Regions from separate parts of the Mus musculus genome. Here all the other regions are linked to region 1. Evidence: chromatin contacts called from public HiChIP or PLAC-seq and promoter capture Hi-C data. All regions are on one chromosome and are shown on one strand. The core of a region is the stretch at or near the end of the contact, and the rest is flanking DNA. Distances in the headings are between cores, read along the strand shown. Region 1 holds the start of Rabgap1 (RAB GTPase activating protein 1). Region 2 holds the start of Golga1 (golgi autoantigen, golgin subfamily a, 1). Region 3 holds the start of Nr6a1 (nuclear receptor subfamily 6, group A, member 1). Region 4 overlaps Nr6a1 (nuclear receptor subfamily 6, group A, member 1). Region 5 holds the start of Lhx6 (LIM homeobox protein 6). Region 6 holds the start of Mrrf (mitochondrial ribosome recycling factor). Region 7 holds the start of Nek6 (NIMA (never in mitosis gene a)-related expressed kinase 6).

Evidence for each region. Promoter capture Hi-C pulls out the DNA fragments that hold promoters and counts their contacts. HiChIP or PLAC-seq counts read pairs in DNA pulled down with a chosen protein or histone mark.
Region 2: an H3K4me3 HiChIP or PLAC-seq map of stem cell-derived neural progenitor cells shows a contact between it and region 1, with 3 times the contacts expected there. The contact joins the promoter of Golga1 here to the promoter of Rabgap1 in region 1. A contact is called at or near these places in 3 of 39 promoter capture datasets (the C10 cell line, hippocampal neurons and liver), 4 of 115 datasets of contacts at active chromatin or transcription factors (bone marrow-derived dendritic cells, microglia, pancreatic cancer cells and 1 more) and 3 of 9 other capture datasets (adipose tissue, liver and pancreatic islet).
Region 3: a contact with region 1 is called in a promoter capture Hi-C map of pre-B cells, with 9 times the contacts expected there. The contact joins the promoter of Nr6a1 here to the promoter of Rabgap1 in region 1. A contact is called at or near these places in 3 of 39 promoter capture datasets (liver and pre-B cells), 5 of 115 datasets of contacts at active chromatin or transcription factors (astrocytes, bone marrow-derived dendritic cells, microglia and 2 more) and 2 of 9 other capture datasets (adipose tissue and liver).
Region 4: a promoter capture Hi-C map of pre-B cells shows a contact between it and region 1, with 8 times the contacts expected there. The contact joins the enhancer-like site here to the promoter of Rabgap1 in region 1. A contact is called at or near these places in 8 of 39 promoter capture datasets (the 3T3-L1 cell line, the HPC-7 cell line, cranial neural crest and 4 more) and 2 of 115 datasets of contacts at active chromatin or transcription factors (T-cell acute lymphoblastic leukemia and astrocytes).
Region 5: a promoter capture Hi-C map of embryonic stem cells shows a contact between it and region 1, with 3 times the contacts expected there. The contact joins the promoter of Lhx6 here to the promoter of Rabgap1 in region 1. A contact is called at or near these places in 3 of 39 promoter capture datasets (cranial neural crest and embryonic stem cells), 5 of 115 datasets of contacts at active chromatin or transcription factors (embryonic stem cells, extraembryonic endoderm stem cells, forebrain and 1 more) and 1 of 9 other capture datasets (embryonic stem cells).
Region 6: a contact with region 1 is called in a promoter capture Hi-C map of liver, with 8 times the contacts expected there. The contact joins the promoter of Mrrf here to the promoter of Rabgap1 in region 1. A contact is called at or near these places in 9 of 39 promoter capture datasets (the 3T3-L1 cell line, 3T3-L1-derived adipocytes, the C10 cell line and 5 more), 1 of 484 Hi-C or Micro-C datasets (B cells), 4 of 115 datasets of contacts at active chromatin or transcription factors (astrocytes, embryonic stem cells, large pre-B cells and 1 more) and 3 of 9 other capture datasets (adipose tissue, embryonic stem cells and macrophages).
Region 7: a contact with region 1 is called in a promoter capture Hi-C map of second pharyngeal arch cranial neural crest. The contact joins the promoter of Nek6 here to the promoter of Rabgap1 in region 1. A contact is called at or near these places in 3 of 39 promoter capture datasets (liver, pre-B cells and second pharyngeal arch cranial neural crest), 1 of 484 Hi-C or Micro-C datasets (B cells) and 3 of 115 datasets of contacts at active chromatin or transcription factors (cardiomyocytes, embryonic limb bud and pancreatic cancer cells).

What each region holds. Positions count from the first base shown.
Region 1 is chr2:37,441,183-37,445,502 of GRCm38.p6, reverse strand. It overlaps Rabgap1 (RAB GTPase activating protein 1), which reads right to left and starts at 2,218. Exons shown (of 26, transcript NM_146121.2): 1 at 2,047-2,218. It overlaps Zbtb26 (zinc finger and BTB domain containing 26), which reads left to right and starts at 2,331. Exons shown (of 2, transcript NM_199025.3): 1 at 2,331-2,816.
Region 2 is chr2:39,063,082-39,067,401 of GRCm38.p6, reverse strand. Golga1 (golgi autoantigen, golgin subfamily a, 1) reads left to right here and starts at 1,861. Exons shown (of 23, transcript NM_029793.2): 1 at 1,861-2,021; 2 at 2,679-2,727; 3 at 3,898-4,160. The coding sequence starts at 4,026. Scai (suppressor of cancer cell invasion) reads left to right here. Exons shown (of 18, transcript NM_178778.3): 18 at 1-1,188.
Region 3 is chr2:38,924,748-38,929,067 of GRCm38.p6, reverse strand. Nr6a1 (nuclear receptor subfamily 6, group A, member 1) reads left to right here and starts at 2,607. Exons shown (of 11, transcript NM_010264.4): 1 at 2,607-2,950. The coding sequence starts at 2,851.
Region 4 is chr2:38,822,061-38,826,380 of GRCm38.p6, reverse strand. The region is part of intron 3 of Nr6a1 (nuclear receptor subfamily 6, group A, member 1); the gene reads left to right. Nr6a1os (a long non-coding RNA gene) reads right to left here. Exons shown (of 7, transcript XR_866167.2): 1 at 2,812-4,320. Among named protein-coding and RNA genes, the nearest start is that of Nr6a1os, 8.2 kb to the right of the region's middle. Within about 2 kb of position 2,325, at least 311 of the 459 cell types and tissues checked have an H3K27ac peak or open chromatin away from gene starts, as enhancers often do. A contact at or near this core is called in the HPC-7 cell line, T-cell acute lymphoblastic leukemia, astrocytes and 3 more, where this site is marked.
Region 5 is chr2:36,101,769-36,106,088 of GRCm38.p6, reverse strand. It overlaps Lhx6 (LIM homeobox protein 6), which reads left to right and starts at 2,029. Exons shown (of 9, transcript NM_001083126.1): 1 at 2,029-2,195; 2 at 2,561-2,743; 3 at 3,110-3,231. The coding sequence starts at 2,127.
Region 6 is chr2:36,134,308-36,138,627 of GRCm38.p6, reverse strand. Mrrf (mitochondrial ribosome recycling factor) reads right to left here and starts at 2,230. Exons shown (of 7, transcript NM_026422.2): 1 at 1,929-2,230. Rbm18 (RNA binding motif protein 18) reads left to right here and starts at 1,924. Exons shown (of 6, transcript NM_026434.4): 1 at 1,924-2,146.
Region 7 is chr2:38,509,238-38,513,557 of GRCm38.p6, reverse strand. Nek6 (NIMA (never in mitosis gene a)-related expressed kinase 6) reads right to left here and starts at 1,861. Exons shown (of 10, transcript NM_021606.3): 1 at 1,765-1,861.

The DNA.
Region 1 (4,320 bases), core at 969-3,468:
ATATTAAATCCAAGGGCATATTAAAAGAATTTTGCCATGACCAAGTAGGATTCAGCCTAATGTAGGATCAACAAAATAAATGAAAGGAATACATTGGTACAAGGAGTGGGGCATATGATCACCTCAACTGATGTAGAGCAGCATCTATTCAAGATAGCATGCTGCATAAAGCTTGGAATTGGCAGAAAATTCTTCAACATGAAGAATTCATAGTGAAACATATGTACTCAATATAAAGCCAAAAAAAAATTCCTGTGCTGGACGTGGTGGTGCACGCCTTTAATCCCAGCACTCAGGAGACAGAGGCAGGCAGATTTCTGAGTTCGAGGCCACCCTGGTCTACAAAGTGAGTTCCAGGACAGCCAGGGCTATACAGAGAAACCTTGTCTCGAAAAACAAAAAACAAAAAACAAAAACCAACCAACCAAAAAAATCCTCTTTGCATTTGGAATAAAACAAGGATGTCCACTTCTACTTTATTGTTACTACTCCTGTTCAACATTGTATTAAAACTGTTTGCCCTATTAGGAAAAAAAAAGCATCCTGCTGGAAAAGAAGTAAATGATTTCTGTTCATAGACTACACCAACGTGTAATAGAAAGATCAAAAGAGTCCACAAGAGGGGCTACCTGAATAAATGAATTGCAAGAGCTATGCAAACACACTTTTAAAAAGCAGTGCTTTGTTTGTTTGTTTGCTTGTTTGTTTTTCGAGACAGGGTTTCTCGGTATAGCAGTGGCTGTCCTGGTACTCATTCTGTAGACCAGGCTGGCTTCGAACTCAGAAATCCACCTGCCTCTGTCTCCCGAGTGCTGGGATTAAAGGCGTGCACCACCATGCCCGGCTAAAAGCAGTGCTTTTTTTAAATGTATTTTTTAGACACTAGCAATAAGCACTATGAAAATTGAGGCAGACCCTGATAAAAATGTGTGAATGAACCAAGAATGCAGAAAACTAAGAAGACATTTCTGAAAATAATTTATATAAAAGGCCTGAAGAGGCACCTTGTGTTTATGGGCAAGAAGACATAAAATAATAATAATAATAATAATACTATTCAAAGCAACCTACAGATTTACAAAAACGGAAAAAAAAAAAAAACGTTCCAAAAGCCGTTTCCCAAGAAATGGTAGTCAATCCTCAAATCAATACAAAAGTATGGCTGAAGATGTAGCTCAGTAATACAGTATTTGCGTATCATGAAAAGTCCTAGGTCCAGTTCCTGATACTAAATTCAGATGGAAGTGAAAAACATCTCGAAGAACCAAAACAGTCTTGAATAAAGATGGAGCACTCACAGTAAATGCCAAACTGCCTGCAAAGTTACGATTATTAAAGCAGTATGGTACTAGCACAAGAATAAACATAGACCACCGTACTCTAGACAGCCCAATAAGAAACTCTCATAAAGCGAACTGATTTCCAAAAAGTCCACTCAATGGGCAAAAAGTTCACCTTTTCAACAGATATTACGGAAAATGGATATCCACAAAATAATACAAGGAGTTAATGCGGGAATAGCTAGCAGTGGTTATACAACATTGTACAAAGCCACTTAGCTTTAAGCTTGGAAAAAGATTAAATTGATAATTATTTCTGTTTCCTATAATAACACCACCAAACGGTAAATAAAACAAATGTAGAGAAAGCAATAACTAAGTGGATGGGCAAAGTAAAGGGAATTCAGAATGATTTCCAGATTTTCTCTTTGGGAAGAGGCCCTGTATGATTGTTTCACCAAACAAGAACTATAGCTAGGTAGGCCTGGGCATGAACTTGTTACGAAAAAGGCACACTAAACACTGGACAACAGGAAATCGGTCTAAGTGGCTGGCTCCAGTGCTCAAGAGAGGTATTCAGGTTAACCACAGATTTGTGAACGGCTAGGGTAACCAAAGATAAGGAAGGCAAGAGATTGACCTGGGAACATAAAAGGAAGATTTCCTAAGAAACACCAGTATCCACAAGGGACGGGACCCAACAACAGCTTTCTGCATTCCAGGCTCCCACGCAGCGAGTCCACATCCCTGGGCGGGAGGGACTTACCACGGCTTGTTCGCAGACAGGCTGCTCAGGCCCATGCAGGCAACGGTCAGCGGGAGCACTTCGTGACTGCAGCCGCGAAGAAGAGAGCTCGGGCCCGCCTTCTACCGAAGAACCACAAGCAGCAGAGCTCACGAAGCCGACCCTCCGCAGCCCGATTCCCTGGCCTCGCCCCGCCCACAACGCGGAAAGTCCCTCTCAGGGGCCCGTCGTCCTCCGAGCATTCCGATTGGCGGAGATGACCATGGGACCTGGAAGTTGTCTTTGTCCGGCCAGGGCTGCCCTTCCGGTTCCGTTGGGTCCCCCTTTGGCTCAGGTTGCCTGCCCCTCCCCCTTCCCGGAGCCCCGAGGGGCCGCAGCTCCTGGTTTTGCCAGATGTAGATGGCGACCTTCCCCCCGGGTCTGTAAGTTCGGAGGCCACCCGAGAGCCGGGCTAGGGTGCGGGGTCTCTGGAAATGGAGCCCCCGTGGGGACCTGGATCGGCCGCAACCTGCCCTGGGATGGGAGCCAAGGAGCTGGTCTAGGCCCCCAGACTTTTGAGCCATTGGACTGGCCCATGCTGCATCCCACTTTCTTCCCCTTCCCGAATCTGCAGTGGGGAATCTCAGGATGCCCCAGGGACCGCTTCCTGAGACCCTCTATATAGGGCCCTGTAGCTGGCCAGGAAGCCAGACTCTGGCATTTTGTAAAAAGTGCTGCAGTTGAGGCCGGCAGAAAACTGAACGGCGGGAGCTAGCCAAGGCAAGGCCTTCAGTGCCAACCGCGAGTCTACTGTAAGTGCCAGGTTTTGATGGGTTTTACCCTTGCTCAACCGCGGATTACAGCACCTTTTGAATTACTGGTGTTATGCCATTCAATAGAGGTTCATCAAATATCCAGTGTTCATCTCCAGTTTGGAAGCGACATTTATAAGCAAATTGATGTTCGTAAGAGGGTGGAGGGTATGCAATATGTTACTTTAATCAACTGCTCTAAGGACAGTTGCTGGGAAGCCTGTAGAAGAGAGTGGCCTCTAAATCCTACTTCTTGATAAAGAGAACTCGTGAAATTACTTTTTCCAAAAAAAGAAAAGTTGTAGTGGTACTGAGACGTTACAGACTATGAGAAAAAGGAATAGGGACAGGGAGGTTGTGTACATAAGAGTTTGAGTTGGAGAAGTAAAGTGAAATCCAAATAGTGAAAAGTTTAACCAACACTAAATGAGATGAATTATCTTTTTGAAGCTCTTTGAGCAGGAAACTGATATGGTCAGATTTGTACTACAGAAAGTAATTTTGTTCTCTGGGAAGCCTGTAGAATAGAAATAGCTGACTCTGGGTTCTCTTAGCTAAAGTCTAGGTACTTATATTTGAGATTATTTTGAAAAGGTGATGACGTCCTGGTGAGATGCATTAAAATCTAAAGTAGAGTTACGGTATTGTTACAAGAAAGGAGGCAAGTGCTAATGTGTCATAGATAATTATACGCTGAAAGAGAAGAAAAAGTAAGTCTTAGAATTTAAGCAGTTGACATTTGAAGAATAGCAATGCCATAATCAGAAATAAAACCACAAAGAATTACAAATTCAGTTTTTGAGTTTGAATTTATGTCTAAAGGGATAGTGACATACAGCTGCCCAGTGTAGGAGCTGGGGACACAGATATGGAGATGAGCCTCAGCGTCATAGCATGTAGACCATAAGAAGATCTGGCATCCTAGAGGGTGCACTGAGAAAGAAGGTTACTGGGAGGACAATGGCTACGCTAATGAAGCAGGAACTCCAATTGGAGCCAACAGTAAAAGGGAGAAAAGAACACAGGGTTGAAGCAACTAGGGTGACCCAAATATCAGAAGAGGATTTTGAAGAGAATCCCTTGGATCTTTTTTGTTAACAGGATGGGTAAGAAGCAATTTTAGTAGATGAGGTAATGAAATATAAAATATCAGAGGCCTCAACTGGTTTGATATTCCATTGGAGAAACGTGAAAGATTTGTTTATTTACTGAACATGTTTAAAGAGCACATAGCAGGCACCATTCTAAGTTCATTTGAAAATTAACTAATAGGCTGGAACGATAGTCAGTAGATACAGCTCTTGCAGAAGATGTGGGTTCCGTTCTCAGAGCTCACACGGTGTCTCAGAATTATCATAATTCCAGTTCCAGGGGATCTCCTACCTTCTGGCCTCCATGCGCCAGGCATGCGAGTGGTGCACATACACACATGCAGGCAGACACTCATAAAACAATTACTTCTTTAATGATGAACTTACTTAATTTTCCTTAGCAGCCCCATTTA
Region 2 (4,320 bases), core at 612-3,111, 1.6 Mb before region 1:
GCAGTTTCCATTTTAAGACTTAGTGTCAATTAGCTTTATTCAAAGTATCACTAAAAGTTAATTAAATCAAGGGTTTTGGGTGGTTTTTTTTTTAAAAAGTTCTGTTGATCTTCTTTTACCCTGAAACTAATGGTGAATCTGTTGTCTACACTATGTTAGGCAGAAATGCACTTGTTGAAATAGCAGAAACTATACTTGACTTTCTAATAGTGTGAAACACTTTTTTTTTAAATGTGCTTGTCTGTAACTGAAATGTTATAGAATTGTAACCCTGTAGGGATTATAGAGTTATATTTATTAGCTCTCAACAGATTGAAGCACAACAGTTCTCATGTAACAATCCTTATTCAAGTGCTCTCTGTCGTACAAATAAAGCTGATTGCCTATCTAGTTGTTCACACATCACTATTATCCTGTATGAGACAGTCTTGTTCATTTGTATTAAAATTTGGGTATTGTGAGTTAATACTTTCAAATAAACCTGTCAGTCAGCTCTGATATGCAGTAGATTGTTTAGATTCACAAATTTTATGTGTTACTGGTCAATTTTGAAGAGACTTTACCACAGTGACTAAGGGGAAAATTCTATTGTATCATTTGACTTGAACATTTGTAAAAGTCTTGTCTGTGGTGTTTCTAAATTGCTTAAACCATACATTCTCTTAAGGATTTTAATTTGCTTTTGTTCTTTTCCAACAGTCATTTTCTGGTTTTGTCTGTTACAGTAAACATTTTATAGACCTTAGGAATTGTCAAGTTCTTGAACATTTATTTTCTTGAGTTGATCACTTAACTCTTGTGTATGTGATTTGTCATAAACAATTAGAGCCTTTCACTTCTTCACTACATGAATTTCAGAGTAAACACTGTGATTCTACAGAGCAGATTCCATAGGCGTTCCAATATTCTTAACTGTTACACAGTGCCTGTCACTTTGAGGGCACATAAATACTAGGATGGAAAATAAAACGTTGTTTTGATGTTTGTTAAATAACAAGATTACAGAATATCTGTGGGGTTTTTTTTGTTTTTTGTGGTCAGTGTAATAAAGAATTTTGCATTGATAAATATTCTCTAGGAATGTGTATACATTCATCTAGTGTGAACTCTTGTAAATGAATTTTGTATCTTGAATCACGTATATATTAAGTGTATCATCAATATAAAAATAAACATTATTTGCTTAAAGTTTTGTGTATTTCTTTAGTATTGACAGTTGTTTCCTTGTTTGGGGTAAATCTTAGGCGCTTTAGCTGTCTTGAGTTACAGATTAACGCGTATAACTATTTTGTAGATTGAGATTACTGTTTATAAAGTATTTGTTTTCTCCCTAACTGGTTGCTACAACTGGGACAAGAGGAAACTGGAATAGATGGAATCAACAAAACAGGCTGGGGTTGCTTCTAGGGCAGGACTGAAGTTGCTATAATGTACAATGCGTAGCTTGAAACTTGAGAAATACGAAAATCTTACTTGGGCAGAACTAGGATAAAAGGTTCTAGAAACTTCTTTCAGTTGTATGAAACATGATCGACAGCAACTCGGATTGAGAGGTGCCCGGTGTCGTTTTTTTGAGCATAGACTTTCCTGTAGCCCCAAAGCTGGCCCTGGGGTACCGCACGCCACGGGGCTCCTCCCTCTTCAGAAGGGAAGGTGCCGATCCAGGGCGGCCAGATTGCGGTGCCTCTCGCTGACGTGTCAGTGGCCGGCCAACACAGGTAGAGGTGCCCGCGCCCGGTAGCCGTTTCAGCCCAACGGCACAAGCACCCCCGCTTGCGCGCCGCTGAATCGCACACGGGCGCATGCGCGCGCTGAGAACCAAGCCGACGCGCTGCCACTTCCGGCGCGCGGCAAACGTGCGGTTCCGGGTCGGTGCTCGGCTCGTCGGCCTGAGGTGGGGGCCAAGCGCCCTCGAGAGTCCGCGGAGGCGTGGCTGCTCCCACACAGCAAGTGCACTACTGGAGTCCCTGGACGCAAGTAGGCCTCCCTCTCTCCCATGGCCTCCGGCGCTCTACCGCGAGGTGGGGACACAATGGACCCCAACCCAGGGCTGGGGACGGTGCCAGGGGACTCGGGGCGAAGGCTGCCCCCTTGGCCTGGGGGTCTGGAGCTGCCCTGCGCGACCTAAGCCAAGCCGCCACTCTTTTCAGGGGCGCAGTCTCCCTACTGTCAAACAGAGGTTGAGCCCCTCCCTTGGTTGACAGCCCTAGTAGGGCTGCGCCTCCAGAGCGAGCCAGAGGGAGTGGGATCCAAAACGCGGTGACCTGCACCTCTGAACCGTAACCATCTGTCAGAACTTTGCTGTCGTTCTAGCAACTTAGTGCGAGTAAGGGCTCAGGGACCAGACCACAAGCCTGACCAGCTGTGAGAATCGGCTGAAAACTAAATATTGTCACTGGGAAGCCGGCAACTAATTCGAGATGTTTTGCTCAGAACTCCTAGGGAGACATGAGTGTTGGCACCAGTGCTAGAAGAAATTCTTTCTGCTTAAAGGTGGAAATTCTTAGGCTGCCCACTGGGACTGAGGAGCGTCTCACTGACAGTAGTACAATAGTGGCCAGGTGTATTTGCCCACTTATTCAGCCCTGCCCCCCCCCCCTTCTTTTGTCCCTCTCCCGCTGAACGTTTTCATCCGGCACTTGAAATATCCAACCTATTTTATCTTTGTTTTTACACAGGGCAGTGACTTTGACCTCCATACTCTTTTAAATATAGTAGATAAGACAGGTGAGTACAGTGGTTTACAGATATTGGGGGTAAAGTTTTGAAGGATTTCATAGGCTTAATGGCTAACCTGAAGTGGTAAGGCGTCATCTGTCATCTTACAACAGAGTGTATCCTGCACAGACGTGAAAAGATAAGGTTGAAACAGAACAGTAGGAGTTTGCTTTATTTTGTTTTGTTTTGGTTTTTGTTTGGTTTTTTGTTGTTGTTGTTGTTGTTGTTGTTGTTGTTTTGGTTTTTCGAGACAGGGTTTCTCTGTGTAGCCCTGGCTGCTGTCTTCGAACTCTCTCTGTAAACCAGGCTGGCCTCGAACTCAGAAATCCGCCTGCCTCTGCCTCCCAAGGGCTGGGATTAAAGTCGTGAGCCACCACCACCCGGCCTGTTTTGTTTTTGAGACAAGATCTCACTATGCAGCCTTCCCTGGCTGACCTGGGGCTGTGTAGACTAGACTTGCCTTGAACTCACAGAGATCCTTTTGCCTCTGCACCACCATACCTGGCCCAGTAATGTTTTATATACCATTGAAGGAAAGAAATTTTGAATCTCATGTTAACTATCATATGGGAAGAAATTGTGGCTAGATGTAATATTATCAAGCACAAAGAAAATTAGACATTTCCACATGGGTGAGAAAAGTTAAAGAGCATCTGATAACTATAGTTAGTCTGGGTTCTTGGTCACTTTTTTCTATGTTGTAACTTTTCCCTCCTAGGAGGAAGCACCTGATTAAAAACCAGAGATTGAGTTGCATATTTTGTATCTTTTGACTTAAGGAAAAAAAAACACTAAATTCTTATTAAATATATTATTAGAAGAAAGATTTGAAACATTAAGTCATAATTACATGTTGTTGACCTGGAAATTTTTACATGTGCCATTGCTAAAACAAAAGGTTGAGGTTGATGAGTCAGCTCTGTGTCCAGACACTAGCCCTATATACTTAGCCATACAGTCCTGGCAGGTTATTCTGCCTCCTTCAGACCAGATGCCCTTATTCATACATGTAAGTGAAGCACCTGAGTGTTTCTAAATGTTTAATAATTATGTTCGTGTGTGTGTGTGTGTGTGTGTGTGTGTGTGTGTGTGTGTGTGTGTGCTTATTATGAAACCACTTTTGAAGCCTGAATCTGACAGCTATTTAACTTGGAGCTATCTCTTTCTTCTGATTTATAGATCTTGTGTTGCCAAAATTCTTTGGCCCACATTTAAGTGGGATGCAGCTAGCCTGGAGGTGTGAATGAATTTCATTCACTGAGAAGTCTAGGGGTTAGTTAACCCTGAAAGATATCCACACAGCAAAAATGTTTGCAAAACTAAAGAAGAAAATTGCAGAAGAGACTGCTGTTGCTCAGAGACCAGGCGGCACAACAAGGATCCCACGCTCTGTGAGCAAGGAGTCTGTGGCCTCCATGGGAGCTGACTCTGGAGATGATTTTGTAAGTGTCTTCTCGTTCTTTGAATGTTTGATAGAGTCAGTATATGTTTCCTAAGTACCCCTACAAGAAATCTTTCCAGTAAAAGTTTTTAGATTCTTTTGTGCTTTTTCTAGTTTATAGATGTAGAAAACTCTGCATCTCTCATCTTTCATTATTTTTT
Region 3 (4,320 bases), core at 1,358-3,857, 1.5 Mb before region 1:
ACTAATCCTCATCCTTAGATATATTCCTTTCGATATATTCCTTTCCATTTCTTCTGTCTTCCCTGTAAATACTGAGAGCCCTTTAAATCGGTCTTAGTAAACCTGTCTCTACAACTGTAAACTCAGAGCAGAGGGCACTTCTCAGGGTTGTTAGGAAAATGTCAAGAAATTAGAAAAAAAAAAAAAAAAAGACCCAGTGTGGGTGCTGGACTGTTAGTGGATGCCTATTTAGTGTGTACCACATGCTAACTAGCAGCAGAGGAGATAACCGGGAGTGAGTAAAGGGATTGGCTGGTTTTGGCAAGGAGGGAGCTCAGAGCTGAAAGGAATCAAGAGTTATTACCAGGAGCTGAGGATGTGGTTGAACTCCTCTCTGAGTTGATGTGCAATCTTCATCCACTTTTCAAACCTCAGGCACAAGATGTCTGCAGAGCCACTTGGCTTTCCAGGGAAGAGCATTCGGGGAAGAGGACTCTTCTGCACCAGGAGCCTGTGATTGAGGGGAACTCTGGCTCTGGGAAGGCTATGCGATCCTGGCACATTTCAGAATCCAGAGCTGAAGAAGGCTTTCTTCCCCACGACACAAAGGACTCATCTTATATTCCAGGGGCCTGCTGCAGAACACTGCTCCCTGGCCTTGGGAAAGCTCAGAACCCTTGTCAAAGACATAACCACTTCAAGATCATTTCTTGGGGCTGGAAAGATGGCTCAGTGGTTAAGAGCACTGACTGCTCTTCCTGAGGTCCTGAGTTCAATTCCCAGCAACTGCATAGTGGCTCACAACTATCTGTAATGGGATCTGATGCCCTCTTCTGGTGTGTCTGAAGACAGCTACAGTGTATAAGTATACTCATATACATAAAATAAATAAATGAATCTTTTTTAAAAAAAGATCATTTCTTACAGTCTACTTAGATAGGGCCATCTGGGAATACAGAGGGACCCAGTTGTCCCTTGATGGGAGGTATAAGGAAGGTGCTACTGAAGAAAAGGATCTAGAAAGATGAGTTAAAGACTTTATAGAGGCATTTCGGCTTTCTGATCCACTGAGTATATAACGGACATCAACTTTTGTGCCACTTCATTTGTATGTGAGAGCACCAATATCAGAGCTACCTCAATGAACAGGTGTGGGAGCTTTAAACCACACAGCATTAGTGTCAATCTCTCATAACAGCTGCTGGCACAGACTAAGGATGGACCAGGCCAATTAATATTGATAATGGAAAGTGCAGGAAGGCTTGGCAGAGCCTTCTCAATAGCAGGTAAGGGAAGAGGCATGGGAGCAACGTGGGCAGGAATCGGAACAGGTTAGATTTCATAAGCCAAGTAAAGACTTCTAAACAATTAAGTAAAGAATGACTCACAAGAGCCAGAGGATTCCAGGGGCACATGGGGCAGAATGAAGTGACAGAATGAAACCGCTTCGATACGGCCCATTAGAGGAAAGCCCAGCAAAGCACCAGAGTTCTTTGATTTATAGTAAGCTAGATAGCATTTAAGTTCTAGACTGAAACTTAATAAGTCTTTTCCTAAGGGAGGTGTGTGTGTTGTATAGTGTGTGTGTGTGTGTGTGTGTGTGTGTGTGCGCGGGTTGTGTAGTGTGTGTGTGTGTGTGTGTGTGTGTGAGAGAGAGAGAGAGAGAGAGAGAGAGAGAGAGAGAGAGAGAGAGAGAGAGAGAGAGAGAGAGAACGCGCGCGGGGCATTTCTGAAAATCACCACCACCCCTAATCCTGAGAGCCCCATGGCCGCGCGCCACCTGGTGGCAGCGGGAGGTGGGCCCTGGAGGAGGAAGGGGAGAAAATCCAGGATTTTATTTGGTGGGAACTTCTGTAAACTGAGGCGATAGCGTGTATGTGAGAGTTGGTCTCTTATCACTGGATCCGATTCTTATTACACCTCTCATTTTTGAGACAGGTATACTGAACAGGAGTGGGAAGGGGAACACTCCGGGAAAGGGACATTCTTAAAACAGAACTCTTTAAGACACAAGGAGTCAGGGGTCTCAAGTTTTCTTTGGTGGCATCAGTGGAAGTGATCTTAGTTTGTCCATCTGTTCTATGGGCAGGGTGCGGGGAATGAAAGAGGAGGAAGAGAAACTTTAATCTTTCCCGCCCACCCGGAGGTAAAGGGGCTTTAAACACTTCTCCGGAAAGCAGAGTTGTATAGATTCTATTTGCATACGAACGCAGTCACCTCGGGTTAAACTCGGGTCCTTTAATCTCTGGTCCAATTTGTCGCTCAGCCCGGGAGGAAAGCCCTCATGAGTACCTACACACCCCGCCCCCTGGGGCCTTCCCCCACAGGGCTGGGCTTGGTTGCACGTGCTCACCCGGTTCCCGGTGGATACGCCTCCTTGGAAAGGCTCATTATTAGTGTGGGGAAATAGTTGGAATCATAGAGCACTATGATCACGAATAAGTTACAATAGAGAGAAAACTCTGACATAGCCGTTTATTATATTAATATATTAGAAATTTTATTAGAGTTTGTAATAGTGATAGGTTTGGGTTCTCCCTACTTAGGTCTTCCTGTTTTTTTTCCATCACCCCTTTATTTGGTAGAGTCCCGTGTGGGCAGCCTCGTTGGGAGGACTACATTTCCCAGAATTCCTCACGGGCATGTGCGTGGCAGCGGCGCGTGACGTCAGAGGAGGGAGCTGGCCAGTGCTGAGGGGGCGCGGCGCGGAGGGGCGCGGAGCCGGGCGGCTCAGGGGCCCAGAGAGTGCGGCGGCCGAGAGCCTGCCGGCCCCTGACAGCCCCCTCCCCCCGTGGAAGACCAGGACGACGACTACGAAGGCGCAAGTCATGGCGGAGCAGCGAAGCCCGAGAGGGCCCTGAGCACCGCCGCATGGAGCGGGACGAACGGCCACCTAGCGGAGGGGGAGGCGGCGGGGGCTCGGCGGGGTTCCTGGAGCCGCCCGCCGCGCTCCCTCCGCCGCCGCGCAACGGTGGGTAAGGGGCCTTCTGAGCCCGGGCGGTGCCAACGCCCGCGACCCCCTCTTTCTCTAAGCTGACTCTAGCTCCGGGATGCCGGGCAGCTCCTCAGTGAGGACTCCACCCTGGGCTCGCACTCTCCAGGCAGGGTCCCCGGTCCCCTCTGCTCGGACCCTCCCCTCCCCCCGTCCCCTCTGCGCCAACCCTTTCTCCTCCCCCAGGAGGCCCTGGTGCACGGAGCACCCTCTCTTCCTTCACCAGGGAGCTCGCAGACTCCACACCTTTGCGCCCTGCACCTATCCTGGAGCGTTTTCCTCCTCCACTGTCCCGAGCTTCCTCCCAGCCCGTGAGCCTCCGCCTCTGGGCAGACCGGTAATGGTCCTTCTCGGACCTCGGTGCTCACTCCTGTCCCCTGGCCTTCCTTTACTCAGACTCATTCTTCTAGGCGACGACTTTCTGCTGGCTCAGGTCTCCAGCGGGATCCTGGGGCACCGGGACACCTGCCTTTTCCCGGCGTTTGCCGGACGCTTCCCGCGCCGCCCAGCCTATCTCTTCCGGGGTGCTGAGAATTCCTCACCTGGCCCGGCCGCTTGCGTCCCCTTGTTCCCAGCCCAGTCCTCAGGTTCCTCCGGGCTGGCTCTCGCTCCCTCCCTGGCTCAATGTTTTATTTGTTTCTGTTTGATATCCCCCCCCCTCGGTGTTTGCGGCGGAATGTTTTTATTGGTAAAGTGTAAGGAGCTTTTGTGAGGTCGTAAAAGGTGAACTTTTGAACTTGGAAAGCGCCCTGGAGCAATTAGCGCAGGCGATAGCCCCGGGAGGCCTGCATTACAAAGGGTGCTCGTTGCGGCAGGCCAACGCTCCCGCGGCAAACCCGATTTATTTATTTATTTGCCCTGCCTTCCACCTTTCACATCTCCTCATTTCCGAATAAAGGGCAGGCTCTCAGAGATCCCTGCCTCCTCCCCTCTCTGCGCCATAAACGCGCAATTCTCTGGAAGATCTAGGACCCGAACAGTGTCTAACAAGTAACAGATTTCAGATTGAATGCAAACACTGGGGACAGTTAGGAGGCACTAAAAATTAATTGCTTTGGCAAGAAGTTTCTCAATCAGGACAGTGACCTGGCAGGTGTGGGGAAAGCAACCTGAAAATAGGTCCCCGAGATTCTGGTGAATGAGTGGGGACGCACAGAAGAGAAATCTTGAGTTGGATTTGGTGCTTCATAACCGTATAAATTCATTAAACATTCATCGTTAATTCAGTACATCTTTAGTTTCTTTTAAGCTAGTTAAAAGGAAAGCCTGCGTAGAAGAGAGCCTGATTAATTTGATATGATAGTGATCAAATGGTGATGTTTTCAAAGCGTGTGAGCCCTAAAGATGTG
Region 4 (4,320 bases), core at 1,076-3,575, 1.4 Mb before region 1:
AACCTCATTATCATGAGATATAACTGAGCAGAACAGTTCATGTGTCTAAAGCAATTTTTGATTGTTTGAGATCTTGGGTATGATGTTATTTATTGCTTGGTTTTCCTCATAGATCATAGAACCAAAACCAGCCAACCAACCAACCAACCAAAAAAACAAATACAACTTCTTTTTGCAAGGATCTCCTATTCCTACTGGATGGAATGGATACCAATCTGGCCTGTTGGTACTCAGATTTCACCACAAAGCTCTGAATAGGAACCATATATCCTTTTTTTTTTTCTTATTAATTGAGATTGGAGAATTATCTACCCTGTTCCTTTTAGAATTCACATTAATATTTTTTTTAAATTTCATGACAGTTACAGGTTATTATAATTTGTTAATCCAGAAAAGAAGATATGATTTTTCTTTTGTTTCCAAAATTAAGTACATGGGACTTTGATTTTAAATTTTTGATTGGCAAATACAACCTAAAACAAAAGTTTTCTGTGTTAGACTAGTTTTAAACTGTGTCTTATAAGAAAACTTTGTTTGAAATTTAATAATAAATCTTATATGTTATCTTGGAGAAAAAAATATTTTCTATAGAGTTTTGGTACATTTAATTTAAGTTTGAATGGTTTTATGAAATAAATTTAAAAGGATACCAACTTTATTATGTTCTACTTATGATAGTAGGCTTTATTTATCAAATGCTCCTCTCCTTTCTATAAGAGCAGACCAAGCAACTGCACACCGTGGATACTTTAGTACTGCTGACTGTTCCAGGGCTTTGAATGAAGTATTCTGTAGTGCGAAAAGAGAGCACACAGGACTCGTGACTTTATGTACTTTAACAATACAGCTTTTATGGCACTGGAGGTGGTTAAAATGCTAGAGTAGCCCTTAACCATGGCATCTCGGATCTCCGTGCTGCCCTTTTCTCTTTCTTTCCTTTTTTTATTCTCTTCAAATCTCAGAGCTGCCAGGAGTGTGTGGAGCCTGTAACTTCCTGTTCTCTGAATTCTGCATCTTTCTGCAGCTCTGAGCTTTGTGTTCCCCAGCCTGCGACTGTGTGCTAACAAATCACTATTGTCCAGTGGGGCGAATGTGGCTGGAACTAAAGAATTGCTGTCTGGTTTCTATTCAAATCCAGGTAGTGAGATACATGAATGGACTTTTCGAATCGTCATGTGAATAACGTCTGCTCGGCATGAGAGCTCAGAGCCACGCTAGGCAAGATTAACTCCTAGGCTGCCCAGTAACACTCTGCGGTAGGAGCTAAACCATTAGAAAGAAGCGTCTGACACATGCTTAATTCTCCATTTCCTAAGTTGGGCTAGGTGTTAAATTATTTAACTGGTTTTTTTAAGTGTTCCTGAACTTTGGGAAACATGCCAGATTAGGTGTGTGTTTTTTTTTTTCCACTTAGAATAATGTTATATTGTCTGAAAAGTTTTTTCTAGCATTTTTTATATTATAAAGTTACTTGATTGCACATAAACAAAAGTAAGAGACAGCTGCTTTTCTCAAGGAACTAGTCCTTTAAACTGCTTTCCACCCCACAAAGGGAAACCATCCCCGCCCTTTTTAAAAAGTACTTTCTTATTACTTCAAATATTTTCCCCAAAGCCCACATCTATACAAAGAAAATCGAGCTTCACATGTAACATAAAAATCAAAGAAAACAAGTTGCCTTCAAATTAGGAACCCACCTAAGTTATACCAGAATTGGTTAATCTTTTTTAATTATAGGTTTAAAATGGTACTATAATTTACAATTCTCATTTATCTATAAACAGTTATTTTAAGTATCTTCAATATACCTGAAAAAGAAAATCTCGATAGGATTGCGTTTACATTTCTCCTCTCTCACAGGTACTATGAAATGGAGAGAGAGCCTTTTATGTTTCTTTTTGTCTTAAACTCAGACAGCTTTGTAAGCAGTAGTGTGTAGATTACAAGAGTTAGACAAAAGCAGGCGAGACTGAGAAGAGTGGAGGGGGGGTTGCTTGGGGCACTTCCTGTCACTCAACACATTCCAGATCACTAAAAAATTTCCACACACTGCATTCCCTCTTGCCCACTCAAGTTCCCAGTATTTTCTGATTCTGTGTGCTGCTGGTGTCTCTTGTGCTCCTTTCTTTCCATGGCTCTGCTAAGACTGCTTCAGGGGACACACATTCCTTTAGATTATACAAAGCATAGCTTGGAAAATGGCTGGCAGTTTCAGAATCTAGTCACGATTGCACGCATGAGCACCTCACACATCCATGCCCCCTTTCCCCCCTCCCACCTCCGCAGCTGGCTGACCTGTCTCACCCGCTGCTGGCCTATCGAACGGCCAGGACTGTCTGGTTTTGGCTCATGCCTTTGTCCATGTCTGGCTTAGTTCCTCTCTGTCTATGCTTGCCTTTACCCCCAACGCCCCAGGCGGCACAAGTGTTTGGCCATGCAAAACTACGGATAGAAAAGGTGGTAAAAACTTCAAACTTTGCTAAATTTTCTAACAGTTTATTCTTTTGTTAATTTCTGCCTTATTTAAATATTGTTTTAAGAAAAACAAATAGAAAATTAATTACCTAAAGGCAAAGAATGCAAAGCAACCTTTGTGTTCCTTATAATAACTGACTTAATAACTCTGCAGCTGCGTTATGGGGAGCGTATAAAGCTTCTGTTCCGAGAACAAAGGAGCACGTGCAGAAATGAGCCGAAAAAATCAGTGACAGCATTTCACTACACAAATTACTGAAAAGGTTTTAGTCAAAGCCTCTCAACAGATGCAATTTTAAAATGGTTTTTAGCTGGAAAAAAAATGAAAGTGCTTACCCGGTAAAAGAACCGAAGTAGTCCTGAACTGTTACGTAAGACTTTCTACAGTTGGATCTTTGTCAAAAGGGGAAGGGGGTGATAGAAGAAAGCAGCAACAACAAAAAAGTTGGAGCTGCTGTGGCTAGAGGACAACTTCTGTGCTTCCAGATAGGATTCTTGCTGTAGAAATGGAACTTCAGCCAGCACAGCATCCTGTCCCAGTAGAAAAATGAGTTTGTCAGTTTAAAAAAAAAAAAAAAAAAAAGATCCTGGAGCCCAGGCTAGACAAGGTATTGAACCGCACCAGGTTTCCTTGCAGCCCTGTCTGCTTAGCTCGCATTGAACTATATATGACCCAGATGATGGACAGAAGCACATTCAGTCATGTGCACACTGGAAGAAAGCGGATTTGCTGGTCCCCGCCAGGGCAGGGGTTTGTCTTCTGATTGGGCTGTGCCCTGATCGGTGAAATGTGAAGCCCTCACCATTCAGAGGCCATAATTCAGGACTGGCAGTTTGAGTGTCTGGCTGCTTCTAGTCACTGAGAGAGACTTTGTAGGTGTTGCTTTTGTTTGATGGCATGACCCACGGAGTAGTTGCTTACACCTTATATACATGTCGGGGGAACTAGTCTTTCTAAAATACAATAATGCAGCTGATGCCACAGTTCTAAGCCAGCCTATTGTTGATAAATTGTGCTGTAACTAAACTAATTGTTTGATTTAGCCAGCTTCCTCTCCAGACCATGGACCTGATTTTGCAGTTTGATAAGGTAATTATAAAAGTGGTGTTTGAAGCAGAAATGGTGTGTTCCTGTAGTAAGTCTAGCATTTGAGAGGCAGAAGTAGGAAAGATTGTGAGTTTTAGGCCAAATTTAGCTACATAGTAGCATAGTATATAGGAAGGAAGGAGGGAAGAGGGAAGTTTTATAGATCTAAATTATACCTAATGAAAAGCGAATAAACAGCAGAGAAGTGAGTTTTTAGATTTTAGAGTGTTTGAACATATGAGGAAGTAGCTTTAAATCTCTTATTATTCCTTTTTGGGATCACCCTTTAGTCATACAGGGGATTTTGGAGATGGGTAGTATAAAAGCATAGACTCCATCAAGCTGTGGCCTAGCCTTTAAACTTGCAACACAGCCTTAGCTGGCAGTCTTTAGATGAATTATCTAAACTAGGGTCCTTCAGGTTCACCAGCTGTTTTTCTGAGCCACTAGGAAACCAGGTTGCCATAAAGGACTGTCAGTTGTGATGTTGTTTAGAAAAAGGCAGTTACTTTATTTAATTAAATTGACTTTTTTTTTTAATTGATGTAATAAAGTTTCATTATGAGGGGCTGGAGAGATAAATGGCTCAAAGGTTAAGAATACAGGTTACTCTTCCGGAAGAACCATCTTCAATTCCCAGCACCTAAGTGGTAGCTTATAACAACCTGTAACTCTAGTTCCAAGGATCTAATGCCCTCTTCTGGCCTTCTCTGGCACCTGACACACAAGTGGCTCACATACATACATACAGGCTAAAT
Region 5 (4,320 bases), core at 780-3,279, 1.3 Mb after region 1:
AACCAAGGGACCTACCCTCCCACTCTCACTAGCACAGGCTCCCCTGCCCCCAGCCCTGTTCAGCCTTTAGAAGCTGGTGCAAGCTCCGGTTGTCATGAAGCAGGGATATTTTTGCAGGAGTTTGAGGGGTGTGTCGAAGTCTAGGACCTGAAGGATTGGTGTGAGCAGGTGACCATTTGCGACACAAATATACCAGGCTCAGCACTACATCAACAGAACGTGGCTTCATGTGGAATCCAGCCTTGTAGATGGGCTGACCACGGATTCCTCTCGCACCTATTAACGTTGTGTGAGGGCGGCAGTGGGTGCCCTTGAGGGAGGGGCGGCAGAAGGAGCTGTGAGGATATGTGCCCCGCCAGTGTCTTTGTATGTTAGCATGTTCCAAGAGTCTCCCTGTAGCGCCTAGTTTCAGTGTGTCTCTCTGTGTGTGTATGTCTCTGAGTCTCTGCCTCCTTTGGAGTGTCTCGCTCTTCTTAGCGGGGAGGGGATTGGTCACGCATGACTCATCTTGAACGGAGCGGGGCTCCAGCGGCAGGGCGGTCGTCGCCGCAGCTGGAAGGGGAGGAGGACAACGAGGAGGGAGAACAGGAGGAGGAAGAGGAGGAGGAGGAAGAGGAGGAGGAGGCGGCAGCCGCAGAAGCAGCTGCAGGGACCTCTCCAAGTTTGTCGGGACCTTCTTCAGAGGCAGTGGTGCTGGCAGCCAGGGAGGCCAGGACTGCGCTCAGGCCGGGGGCGGGGAGCTGGGGCTGGGCCCGGGGCGGCGGGGCCGGAGCCTCGGTTCTCCAGCTCTCCCAGCAGCCTCTGCCCCCAGGACGCCCGAGGCCCCACTCTGCGCCTCTCTTCGCACTGCGCGCCCACCGAGCCCTCCCGCTCCCGGGCCCATGTACTGGAAGCATGAGAGCGCCGCCCCGGCGCTGCCCGAGGGCTGCCGGTTGCCGGCGGAGGGCGGCCCCACCACCGACCAGGTGAGCAAGCAGGCGAGTGGGTGAGCGTCGGGGATCCTGGGGCCAGCGGGAGCCGGGATTCAACCGGGCCGGGTCGGGTGGCGGGCGGCAGCAGGAAGGAGGGGTGCTGAGTGAGCCCGGGAGAGTGTGTCTGCAAGTGTGTGAGCGTGCGAGCGGGCAGGCGGGGGTGGGGGGTCGCGGAAAGCGGGAACACATTATGCAAATGTTGGAGGAATTTCTCAAAAAGCGATTTAGCAAAGACATAGGCGAATCAAGAGGAGGCGAGGCCAGTATTGTCCGTCTGAATAGACGCTGATAGCGCCGATGCGCCAGAGGTTGTGCCGGCGCAACGCTGAGGATCTCGATGAGGGGCCGGTCCCGGGAGCTCCAAGAGTCTGGAGGGTTCTCTTTCCTCCTCCAAGAGGCCTCTCTTTTCTCTTTTTGGCCTCATTTCACTCGCCGATCTCGCCCTCTTTGGCTTGGGGCTTCCCTTGAACTGGCCCTCCAAAGGCGTTTGAATCGGTGTCAATATCCCCGCTTCAATTTCCCGGCGCGCGTCGAGCGGGCGGATGCTCCTAGCGCTCTGGGTTTTATTTTCTCAACCACCACCACCACTACCACCACCACCACCCCCATCTCCTTTTTATTTTCTTTCTTTCTCTCTTTTCTCCTTTTTGCATTTTGTACCGAGAGTAGGAGAAGGGAGGGGGCGGAGGGAGAAAAAAATTCGATTTTTAATTACTACCATTAAAAAATCAAATTTGCAATTCTTTGGGCGGCCTGATGGATCTCACTGATTGACAGTTGGAATTGACACTCTGGCTACCTCTTATCTTGGGCATTCACGACAATTTCTAATTGCAGGTAGTTTGTGTGTGTGCGCGTGTTTTTTTTCCCCCTCAGAGGCTTGGATTGCAAAGGAACTAAGCGATTACTTCAAGAGCCACGGGTTAAGTGCAGGGAGAGGGGGAGAGAGAGGGAAAAAAACCCAATCCAAATTCAAATTGCTTCATTAGAGAGACACCGCTTTTGTGGGGAAGGGCTTTAAATGCCCACTACAAAGTTAGGACTCATTGTTCAGCGCCGGTTTATATAACAGGCGAGGGGAGGCGCTGGGCTCTGACAGCTCCGAGCCAGTTCAGCAGCCGCCGTCGCCTGCATTCCCTCCCCCTCCCCCAGGTGATGGCCCAGCCAGGGTCCGGCTGCAAAGCGACCACCCGCTGTCTCGAAGGGACCGCTCCGCCTGCCATGGTGAGTCCTTTCGGTCCTGCTTTCGGCCCCGAGTCCCCCCAACAGCACAGGCCAGGGCTTCTGGCTCAGCCTTCCGGCTACCAACCTCTACCCCTGCGCTGGAAAACTGCCGATAGGAGCCGCCTCTCGTTGAGCCTTGGTTTTTCTGGCCTGGAATGTGAGCTTTGGCTGCTTCCTGCACCCAGGATGCGCTGTGTTAAAAGTTGGGGGCCGTCCCTTCTTCTCCAATAGGTCCTTTCATTCTTGTACTCCAGCCTAGGGCGCGACATCCCTGGCACATTTCGGTGTCAGTCGGTGCGCGAGGAAACCAGATTCAACTCTGAGTACTCGGCTAAGCGCTTCGCTGTTCCTCTCTCCCATTTCAGGCTCAGTCAGACGCAGAGGCCTTGGCAGGCGCTCTGGACAAGGACGAAGGTAGAGCCTCCCCATGTACGCCCAGCACACCGTCTGTCTGCTCGCCGCCCTCTGCTGCCTCTTCCGTGCCGTCTGCCGGCAAGAATATCTGCTCCAGTTGCGGTCTGGAGATCCTGGACCGGTATCTGCTCAAGGTGAGTCAGGGTAGGTGTGCCTGCTTGCCCACGGGTGTGGTTTGCAGCCCCAAGAGCTGTAGGGAAGCAATGACCTTGCCAGGTCCATTTTCCTCGGCCTCCCAATCCAACCGCTAACCGATCGCGCAGCTTTGGGCAAGTGTTCCCAAACAGGAGGTCTCCTTTTGCCCCGGTTCCAACAAGAGAATGCAAGGCTGTATCTCAATTTCCTTGAGCCTCTCTGTATTATAGAAGAAAAGTAGGGAAGCCATACGCCCCTTCTGAGCTTCAGTGTCTCTCTGTCTCTGCAAATGAGGCTGGGGAGGCTGGGGGCGGGCGTGAAAGAGGCCCGCGCCAAGCCGACCCCCACCTCTGCCCCCTCCCCAGGTCAACAACCTCATCTGGCACGTGCGGTGCCTCGAGTGCTCCGTGTGTCGCACATCGCTGAGGCAGCAGAATAGCTGCTACATCAAGAACAAGGAGATCTACTGCAAGATGGACTACTTCAGGTAGGCAGCGGCCATCCCGCCAGCAAGCGCTGGAGCATGAACGCCTTGCACACGCGTGCCTAGGCCACTTGTGTGGCCTGTGCTCTCCAATTCCTGAGCCCTGCTGTTCAGAGTGCACAACGCGGCTCAGCGCACTGGCCCGGCCCTCCTACTCAGCACGTCTTACACAGAAGGGAGCGCCAGTCTCAGCCTGAGTTCTGGCGGGGGATCTGCCTCGGGTTCCTCCGATCTGACAGGCGCTGGCCACGGGTCTGGTTCCATCTCTGGTCTTTTCTGGCCCCGAGCACCAGTGTGTTCTGTTGAGCTCTGATGTCCGAGGCTCTGGCCCGGATCATTCGGATCCCGGTAACCATCCCGTTCCATCTCTAGTAAGCTCAGCTCTGGTTCCAACTTGAGCTCCAGTTGTGCCGTACGTAGCCTGTCCTGGGAGGGATCCTGAACTAGGCTCGGGACTCTCCTTCTAGCTTCGCTCTGCTTTCAATTTTGGGCTCAGATCTGCTCCAGCCCCAAGTGCCAACGCCACATCTGACTCCAGCCCTAGCTCAGATCCTAGTGCTTAGTCCTAAGCACCAACATCGATCAATGCCTTCGCCTCGACTCTTGCGGTGGTCGCTGTTTAAATCTGGAGTCACGCCTTGACCCCAGGCTCCCGTTCCTTCCACTGCTGGGACACCGTTTCTGCCCAGGCTTCAGCTCTGCCTAGGTCTAGGTTCTAACTTTGGGCCTCCAGGACTGGCTCTCGGAGAGTCGTGTTGCATTTCACTCACTGGGCTGTATATACTCTGCGCCGCGGTGCATAAATTGTAAATCCTGTTCACCGTAGCTCACAAGCTATCTTCCCTGGTTTCATGGTTCTGCCTGTCCCTAGCCGCTCAATATCTTGCAGGAGCCTAGCTTCTAGCCACGCAGCAGACGCCTGCTGACCCGGTCATGGGGTCTAGGTCAAGGCAGTGCCTAGGGGCCTCTGTGAATGATCTGCCAGACCTAGGCAGGAAGCCGAGAGTCTGCAGGAGAATGGTGTAGAATTGGTTCTTCAGAGAAAGAAGCAATGCCTTCTTCTAAATGCTTTCTCCGGAAGTGGAGAAAGTT
Region 6 (4,320 bases), core at 981-3,480, 1.3 Mb after region 1:
CTTTATCATCATTCTGTCAGAGCACAGGGTCATTGGCCAGCTCTTCCAACTAAACTGGTCACATTTCCTGAAATGCAGCTTTCATGCCAATACTTCATCACAGCACATAATTTTTAACAATAAAAGTAAATATGTATAATTACTTGATCCTTATCTAAATATCTCCATATGACTGCTGGCACTTCACAACAGCTCTAGTACACGAATCTACCTACTAACCTACTTGTCTATTACTGTACCCTGTACTTAGTATAGTACAAAAATAAAGACATCATACAAATGTGCTAAGTATGATAATGGACTTCCACAAAGATTAAATCCTTGCCAAATGTCAAAATGCTGGCACCAGAGTTGGAATCTACACCTCTGATGGCTGGTCCTGGGTTCTATTTCTCAACACTGCTTCCGTTATCCCCTGGATTTCCAGTTCTCTGCTTGGAACATGGTGTGCTTCTTTACAAACTCAGTACCATGTAAAGAAAGGTATTTGGAATACCTGACTCAATACAACATCCAAATGTCCTTGGCACACGCCAAAGGAGGAATAGTGGACAAAGACTTCACGTAAAGACTAGGACACCTGGATTCCAATGTACCCGCCTCATCAACCCTATCACATGCAACTTTGGAATTCACAACCACTTACATTCAAAGAGCATGGATCACAGCTCTACCCCAGATGAGAACTATAGCAAATAATTTCTCCTAATTTGGTTTTGTATCCTCGGCCATTCACTGAAGGAATCAAATCAAGTTTCCTGGCTTTCCAACTATGGGTTCTCTAAGATTCTGGGAATTTCAATGGAATGTGGTCAAAAGAGAAAGCACTGTGGATCCGATCCACCATCTGTGGTGAAACCACCCCGAGCATGCAGACCTTACAAGAGGAAGAGACGAAGACCCTTATGGAAGGTCTCAGTAAAGGTTGAATCCTCGGACACTATAGAAAATGTTAAGGCCAAGATCCAGGATAAGGAAGGAATTCCTTCTCTCAGCAGAGGCTGATCTTTGCTGGCAAGCAGCTGAAAGATGGCCATACTTTGACTGTAACATTCAAAAGGTGTGCTGAGACTTCATGGTGGTCCTGAGAAAAGGATAAAGGGTTATAGCACTGCCAAGAAGAATAAGAATAAGAAGGTTAAGTTGGCTGTGCTGAAATACTATAAAGTGGATGAAAATGTCCTCCTGATCAACATGGGGCTAGAGTGTTCATGGCTAGTTACCTTGACAGACATTACTGTGGTGAGTGTTGCCTGCCTTACTGCTTCAACAATCCAGAAGACAAGTAGTTGTGTGTGAGTTAATAAAAACACAGGAATGAGAAGGAAAAAAAAAAAAAAAAGCACCAAACTTTGAGATGGCCTAGGCAACTGTCCTGCTTCTAGTGCTTCCTAAGTATGTGATCTTAATCTGTAAAATGTGCCAGAGTCACGGGAATGATGAAGCACCATCGAAATGACAACTGTTTGCCCACTGGTCAGCAGAATGATGATTTTAAAAGCCCCAGGCATTCGACTCAGGCCTGGGTGGAATTCAAACTTCATCACTTGGGAGACGCGCGACCTTGGTAAAGACAGCGCTTGAGTTTTTGTTTCTTCATCACCACCGGGAATAATTACACCTCCGCGTGTAGGGTTGTTTGGAAAAGGCATTATTCCTGTCAGGTGACGTCTTAAGCATCAGGAACTATTTACCAAGTTCCCAGGCAAGGCTCTAAATGTCGGCTGAGTGACAATGGCCCCGCCCCACCCTTGTGAGCATAGAAGTCCCGCCCCCGGCCTTAAGGTCCAGCCGAACTCTGCTGAACCAGTCACGGATAGTATCCTAGCCCTACGAGGTCCCTCCGAGAGCCTAGAAAAGTGTCACCAGAGCTCGAATCCCGCCCACTCCTTGAGAGCCGACCCCCACACACACTCAAGGCCACTCACCAGCTACGGCCGGGACTATAGAGAAACACACGCGGGACAGCGGAGGTGCGGGCGTCATGACGTCACGGGCCAGCGCGGCGGCGCAGGCGTAGTGCGTCACGGGCGGCCAGGCGGCGAGCGGTGTTTCGGCAGAGGTAACCTCAGGTCCTTCGCTCGGACCCCAGCGTCGGAAGCTGCTTTCGGGGCATGAGCTGAGGGCACAGCTCTGAGGCTAGCAGGTGAGTACCCGAAGCTCAGTGCCATCCTGGCCGCGGGGCCTTGGCGAAAACCATCCTCACCCGCAGGCTTCTAGGCCCCGCCCCGGATTGTCCTGTCTCTGGCCGGAAATAACAATCCCATTAGTGACTTCGCTGCCAGGAATCGGGGTGCCGTGGTTGTTGGCCTGACCCCGTGGTTAACGTGTAAGAATAAGCGACCCCAGTCCCCTCCTGACTTTTAGAGTAGATACCGCTCAGCCGGGAGGAGTAGATTGGCATTTGTGAACATGTTACTCAAAGGAGTTGTCGCCTTTGCAACCCCCAAAAGACTTGATAGTCACATACTAACTTATTAGACTTTACTGTTTGTTTCTCAAAATTTCATGAGCTGAGCTGTCACATGTATATTCTTATTTAAAATGACCACGTGATGCAGGAATTTGTCTCCATCTCAGGAAAGAAGAGAATTGAAAATAGTGCCAACTCTGAGCCAGGCAGTGTACAATATGCTGGGCATAGAGAACCATGATCAAGGCCCTATGCCATAGGAGCTTTTATTATTTTAGAAACATAGGCAAAAAGTAAACTACTCATTGTGTTCACACACAGGAGCAGAGATCCTGAGGAAGATACCTAAGGGAGGGACTGTTACTAAAGGCACAGTAGTTGGAAAAGTTGATTTTGAGTCGAGTCTCTCTAGCCCCATGTCCTGTACTCTTCCTATTTATACATGGCCTCTTTGGCATGTTTAAGTATCTTTTTGGTGTTACAGTTGTTTTTAGACGTGAGAACATCAGAAGTTCTAGCATTCAAATCCAGCATTCTCAGTCTGAAGTAGTGCAACCCCCAGTCACACAGCTTTCTCAGTGTTGGGTGAGTTCTCAGCATGGTTCTGAAGGCATTAGGGGTAGAATTTGGCAGAGCTACAGACTTTAATGAGGTACTCTCCTCATAAGGGAACTAAACTGAAGAGTCGTTAAATGATAGTGCCTGTCTCAGTATCTGTCAATTACTTCAATATTTTGCCGTTTTTAAATTTAGTTCTCTTTTTCAAAAATATCCGAGAATGGAGAGTATTTCGTACAAGGCAGAGCTTGAGGCACTTCTAGATACAGAAGATACATGTTTTGGTTTGGGGGTTTGGGTTTTTGTTTTTTTTGTTTTTTTTTCCTAGGAGGGAGGTCTGAAGTCTGGTATAGGCAGCTATCGTCTCTGTCCCTTTACCTTTCCTTTATCATATTGTATATTTATTAAAATTTCATTTTTCATCTATAAACTCTTTTTTTTCTTCTCAGCAACCTTAACTAATTAGGAAAGCAGGATTTATCTTTACAGATCTTTTAGGTTTATTAACTCTGTGTGTATGAGCCTGTCCTGGCTATTTTGTGTCAACTTGACACAGCTGGAGTTCCCACAGAGAAAGGAGCTTCAGGTGAGGAAATGCCTCCATGAGATCCAGCTGTAAGGCATTTTCTCAATTAGTGATCAAGGGGAGAGATCCCCTTGTGGGTGGGACCATCTCTGGGCTGGTAGTCTTGGTTCTATAAGAGAGCAGGCTGAGCAAGCCGGTAAGTAACATCCCTCCATGGCCTCTGCATCAGCTCCTGCTTGAGTTCCAGTCCTGACTTCCTTGGTGATGAAGAGCAGTGTGGAAGAGTAAGCTGAATAAACGCTTTCCTCCCAGTCTTGCTTCTTGGTCATGATGTTTATGCAGGAATAGAAACCCTGACTAAGACATCTCCTAACACTCACTCTTTGCAAAAGTTACACAAAGAAAGCAGATGGTGAACTGTAATAACTAAGGAGAACCATCTCATTATTAACAAAACAGTAAACCTGACCAATAGCTAATATATATTGTTTTACTGTTGCTAAATACAGTGATTTTTGTGATGTATGTGATCTTCACAACTGTCCTGTAAAATAAGAACAGTTGCCTCTGATTTTACATTTGAGGGGATTGAGGCCTATAAAATTTAGATAATTAAGTCACACAGCCTGCTTTCAAAGACTTAAGACTCTCCACATAACAGTACCTCTTATCCTAAAAGGTAACTATGGCTGCCAGAAGGCTATCCCAAGGGAACTGGTCCAGGGCCCCAGTTGGGGAATAACAGACCTTTAAAAGACTGCCCAGAGAGCATGCCTTCCTTGGATATGTATTTGGATTGCATGTGAAGTCTGTGTGTACACAC
Region 7 (4,320 bases), core at 612-3,111, 1.1 Mb before region 1:
CAAATGTCAAGTCCTGGGCCCAATGAAGGAGGAAGGCCTAGAAGGCAGGCAGGTGGCTCAGACTTCGGCTACTACCCTTTCCCTGGTGGCCTGGGACACAGGTTTGATTTCTCTATGAGTCAGATGCCTTGGTCACAAACCCAAAAACAGAGTGGAATCCAGGAGAGTTAAGGACCCCAAGAACCTCTCAGCACACAGTAGGTACTCTGTAAACGATTCAGCTGCTTACCCTCTTCCTTTCCCACACCATATGCCACCTGGGAAAGCCAGCATCTCCATTTCTGGAAACCTAAACAGCTCTAAATCCTGGACAATGCTTAAGTCTGAGACTTGGGCTTTTTAAAAGACAGCAAATGACTTTTGTAGTCATCTCTGAAGCAGACGGGGCTCGGAGGCTCACAACCACAGGGACCATTTTAAATCCCGGGCCTTTTCTTCTGGGAAGTTAAGCAAGAACCTTCCCAAATGTTTGCCGTGGGGCCCTCTGCCAGAGAGTGACTCACTCCTCCGCTCCCCACAGGCATATTTTATTTGGGGGTGGGGGATCCAGGGAGAGCCTGGCCCCGGTGGGGGAGGGGAACAGTTTCAACACGTCCAGAAGGTGGGGATATTTTTTCTTCTCCAGTTTTCGGGACAAAGAGGAAAAAAAAAATGAACATGGGTCTTTTTTTGTTTCCTTCCAGGTTTTGTCTTCTGGACGACGATGTCCAAAGTTCACTGGTTAAGTTTCTCCTGTTGGGAGTCAGGCACCCATTCAATGAAATTCTTCTCCCATTAGCAATAGGGTTTTTAACATGCCCTTTTACACACACCAGGCTCCTGTGAGGACATTTTCCCCTCAAAAAGTCACCCTGCATTTTGCAAGTGGAGTGAAACTTTGTACATAAACTTTCTAAAGTTTGCTCTAACGCAGTTAAAACTTTCAAACACACATGCACAAACTGTCAATCAAAACTTCACGGACAGCCCTTAGAGGATGTGTCCCAAGCATGCTGTCACCCATTTGTTATGGCCCTCTGGGGCTCGGTTAAATCAGGGAAATATGATTAACTTAGAGGAGCAGGCAGAGAGGACAAGTATCTGGGGCCCTGGGTCTCCCTAGGGCCTAACCCCTAGGTATGGGGAACAGAGTCCAAATCTGGCCTAGCTAGAGACAGCCACGAACAAAGCCAGGGAACTAAGACATATTTAGAAAACCTCAATTCAAGTTCAGCGCAGCCCCCTCCTCAGCCTGCGTGGCCATGCAGAGTTCTGCCAAGGCCGGGCTAAGAGGCTTCCAACCAAAGTCAGAACCTGGGGATCTGCGGACTCACAGAATCCGGCCCAGCACCCTCTCTGGACAGGGTCAGCCGGCACATCACACACACACCGGCCTGCAGTGTGGAGTGCACAGTCTGGATCCTAAACACACTCTCGTATGGAATTTGTACACTTTTGCCCGTGCACGTGTGCACACACTCACTCGGGAACGTTCAGACACGTGGGCACACGTACTCCTTGGCATCCACGGTAAACACTCGATAAACGGATAAACCGAAGCCGAGCCCGTCCACCCGCACTGGTCCACCCCAAACTCACAGCCCGGGCCCCTGATGTGCACACGCACGCACTCCCGCGCAGCTGGGCGGATGGAGCCCGCCGCGGACACCTCGGCCTCCTGCGGGCGTCCCCGCCGACTCCCCGGGCACGCGCGCGCGCCCACAACGCCTCGGGTGACAGTCCCACGCCCTGGCCCGCGCCCCTCGCTGGTCCCAGGCCACTCACCGGCGCTGGCGGCTCTCTCGGCGGCGGGCGGAGCGCGGGTCACACGCGAGTTGGCGGCGCTGCGGCCGCAGCTAGTCCGCTTGGTTCAGCCGCCGCTTCTGCGCGCGCCCGCGCGCCCGCCCCTCCCCGCCGCGGGGCCGCGCCGCCCCCTGCGCCCGTGCGCGCGGCCGCCACGCAGGCTAGGGGGCGCCGGGGGCGCGCTCCCAGCCTGGGTGCCTGATCGTCCAACTCAGGTTGGAAGACTGAGCCTCAGACTCCAAACCCTGGGCACTGAACCCCTCTGCGCGGGCTCTAGACTTTATAAGATGCAGATTCGCTGGGTAACCAATTCGTGGACCCTTCCCCACACCCATGGATTCCTCATCAGCTGACATTGCTCCTCTCACAGCCCTCGCAGGACCGAAATTGACCCATTCACAGAGTGCAGCAGGAGGTGAAGTTCAGTTGATAGCATGCTTTCCTAATCTCAGCACTAGGGAAATTGGGCACCTGTAATCTCTGAATTAGGAAGGCTGAGGCAAAAATGTCTGAAATTCATTCATTCTTGGCTATATAGCAAATTCCAAGCCAGCCTGGGCTACATGAGATGTTGTCATTCATATTATATATATATATATATATATATATATATATATATATATATATATATATATATATATATATATGTATATATGTATATATGTATATATGTATATATATATATATATATATATATATATATATATCAGTGTGTACAATAGTACAGTGTACAAATAGTGCCCAGTACAGTTCCAGAAGTAGGCACCTAGGATAAATCCAAGTCCCTGCCCTCAAAGTGCCAGTATCTCCTGGGGATACTGCCTTCCTGGGAACTCCAGGCCAGCCAAGCATCAGTGTGCAGAAGGTTTTTAGGAGTAAGTGGGCCAGCCAAATACCCAGGAGCCTGGGGGTGGGGGTGGGGGTGGAGGTGGGGGGAATGACCTGAGTTTGATCCTCCAGACCCACACAATGGAACAAAAGAACTCCAGCAAATTGTCTTTAACCTCCCCATGTCTTCCAAATTCACACCAAGTGTTGTATGTTAAAAACAAAAAACAAAACAACAACAACAACAACTGCCTTCATCTATGCATACTTAACAACCCCACTAGGATGTCCAAGCTTCTCTGGGGAGCAATTAAGGTGACTCCCACTTCCCCTCAGGAAGGGATGCTCGTAGCTGGGACAGGTATTGCTGCTTCTGAGTGTTCTAGACTGTCTGTGTGCCCAAGCACCTGCCATCTGTCCATTAATCTGCTGTACATGTCTGGGCACGGGATAGCAACCTGCTGAGTATTCAGTTAACTAGTCTACTTGAGTCCACAGTAATCAGGCCCACAACCTATATTACTCCCCCTGCCTGCCTCATGATGTTCAGCCATTGTGAGGGTGGCATCATGCCACCCATGTGCCCATTTCTTAGATGGCTTTAATGAGGCCTGTGAGCAAAGTCCCCCAGGTGGTGAGTGGTTGAACTGGAAGCAGATGACACAGATTTCTGGTCTCAGCAGCTTATTGCTAGGCAACCTTGTTCTAAGTAAGAAAGGCATGGCCACCAGCCCAGAGCAGCCAGGCTGGTCCCTGCTTCTGAGAGGAGGGAACTGGCACCAACAAGTTATCTCTAATGTGCACACATACACTGTGGATTGTGGCATGTGAGGGCACACACGAATAACTGTTGTTTTAAAAAATGAAAGCTTAACGCCCACTCTAGGAAATCTGAGTTTCTCCAGGAAGCAGACAGTAGGATAAATAAGGTTAAGCAGGCCGGAGGCAGGAGGACCAGGGCTGCTTTCTAAGAGGCAATGAAGAGTGGAGGTCTCTACTGAGGAGCAGAAGTCTTTGGAGGAGAGGGTATGGTTAGGGGCCTGCTGTGTTCTGACTGGGTTCTCTGCTGTAAAAACTGTCCTGGCAGAACAGCTAAGGAGCAGCGTCAGATCACTAGAAAGGACTTTCCCCAGCCTTGCTGAGTTCACAAACACATGCAGTGTCTTCATTTTCAGGAAACTGAAGCTCAGAAAGGCCAAACAACATGTCCCAGGTCTCACAGCCAGTGATGAACCTTAGAGGTCCGGCTGTAGGCAAGCGGTCGTTTTTAAGTGTTAAGAGAATTAGGGGCCCAGCTCATATACCACCACACATCCAGTGAACTATAATGCAGGAACAGGATGGGTGGGGCTTACATAAGGCATCTTCAGTCTCAAGGGATAGGCTGGAGAAACAAACCCACCCTTCTCCCGACCTTCCTCCTTCGCACCCCTACTTCCTTCTCTTTGGCTATGGACCATACAGATGGATTGCAGGCCCCGCTGACATGCTGTGACATAAAATCAAATTTAGTCAGCTCCAAGACCCTCACCATTCCTGCAACACCCATCTTTCTGCAGGGGTGGGGAGAAGGGAGAGGTGCAAGGGCCACTTTTGTTTTCAACTCACAGGAGTTTTTAGTGAGTCCCAAAATGAGTCACTGAAAAGAGGTACTTACTTGCAAAATGCCTCCCAGATTTAGCATGGCTGCCTCCCTGTGTGTGCACTAGA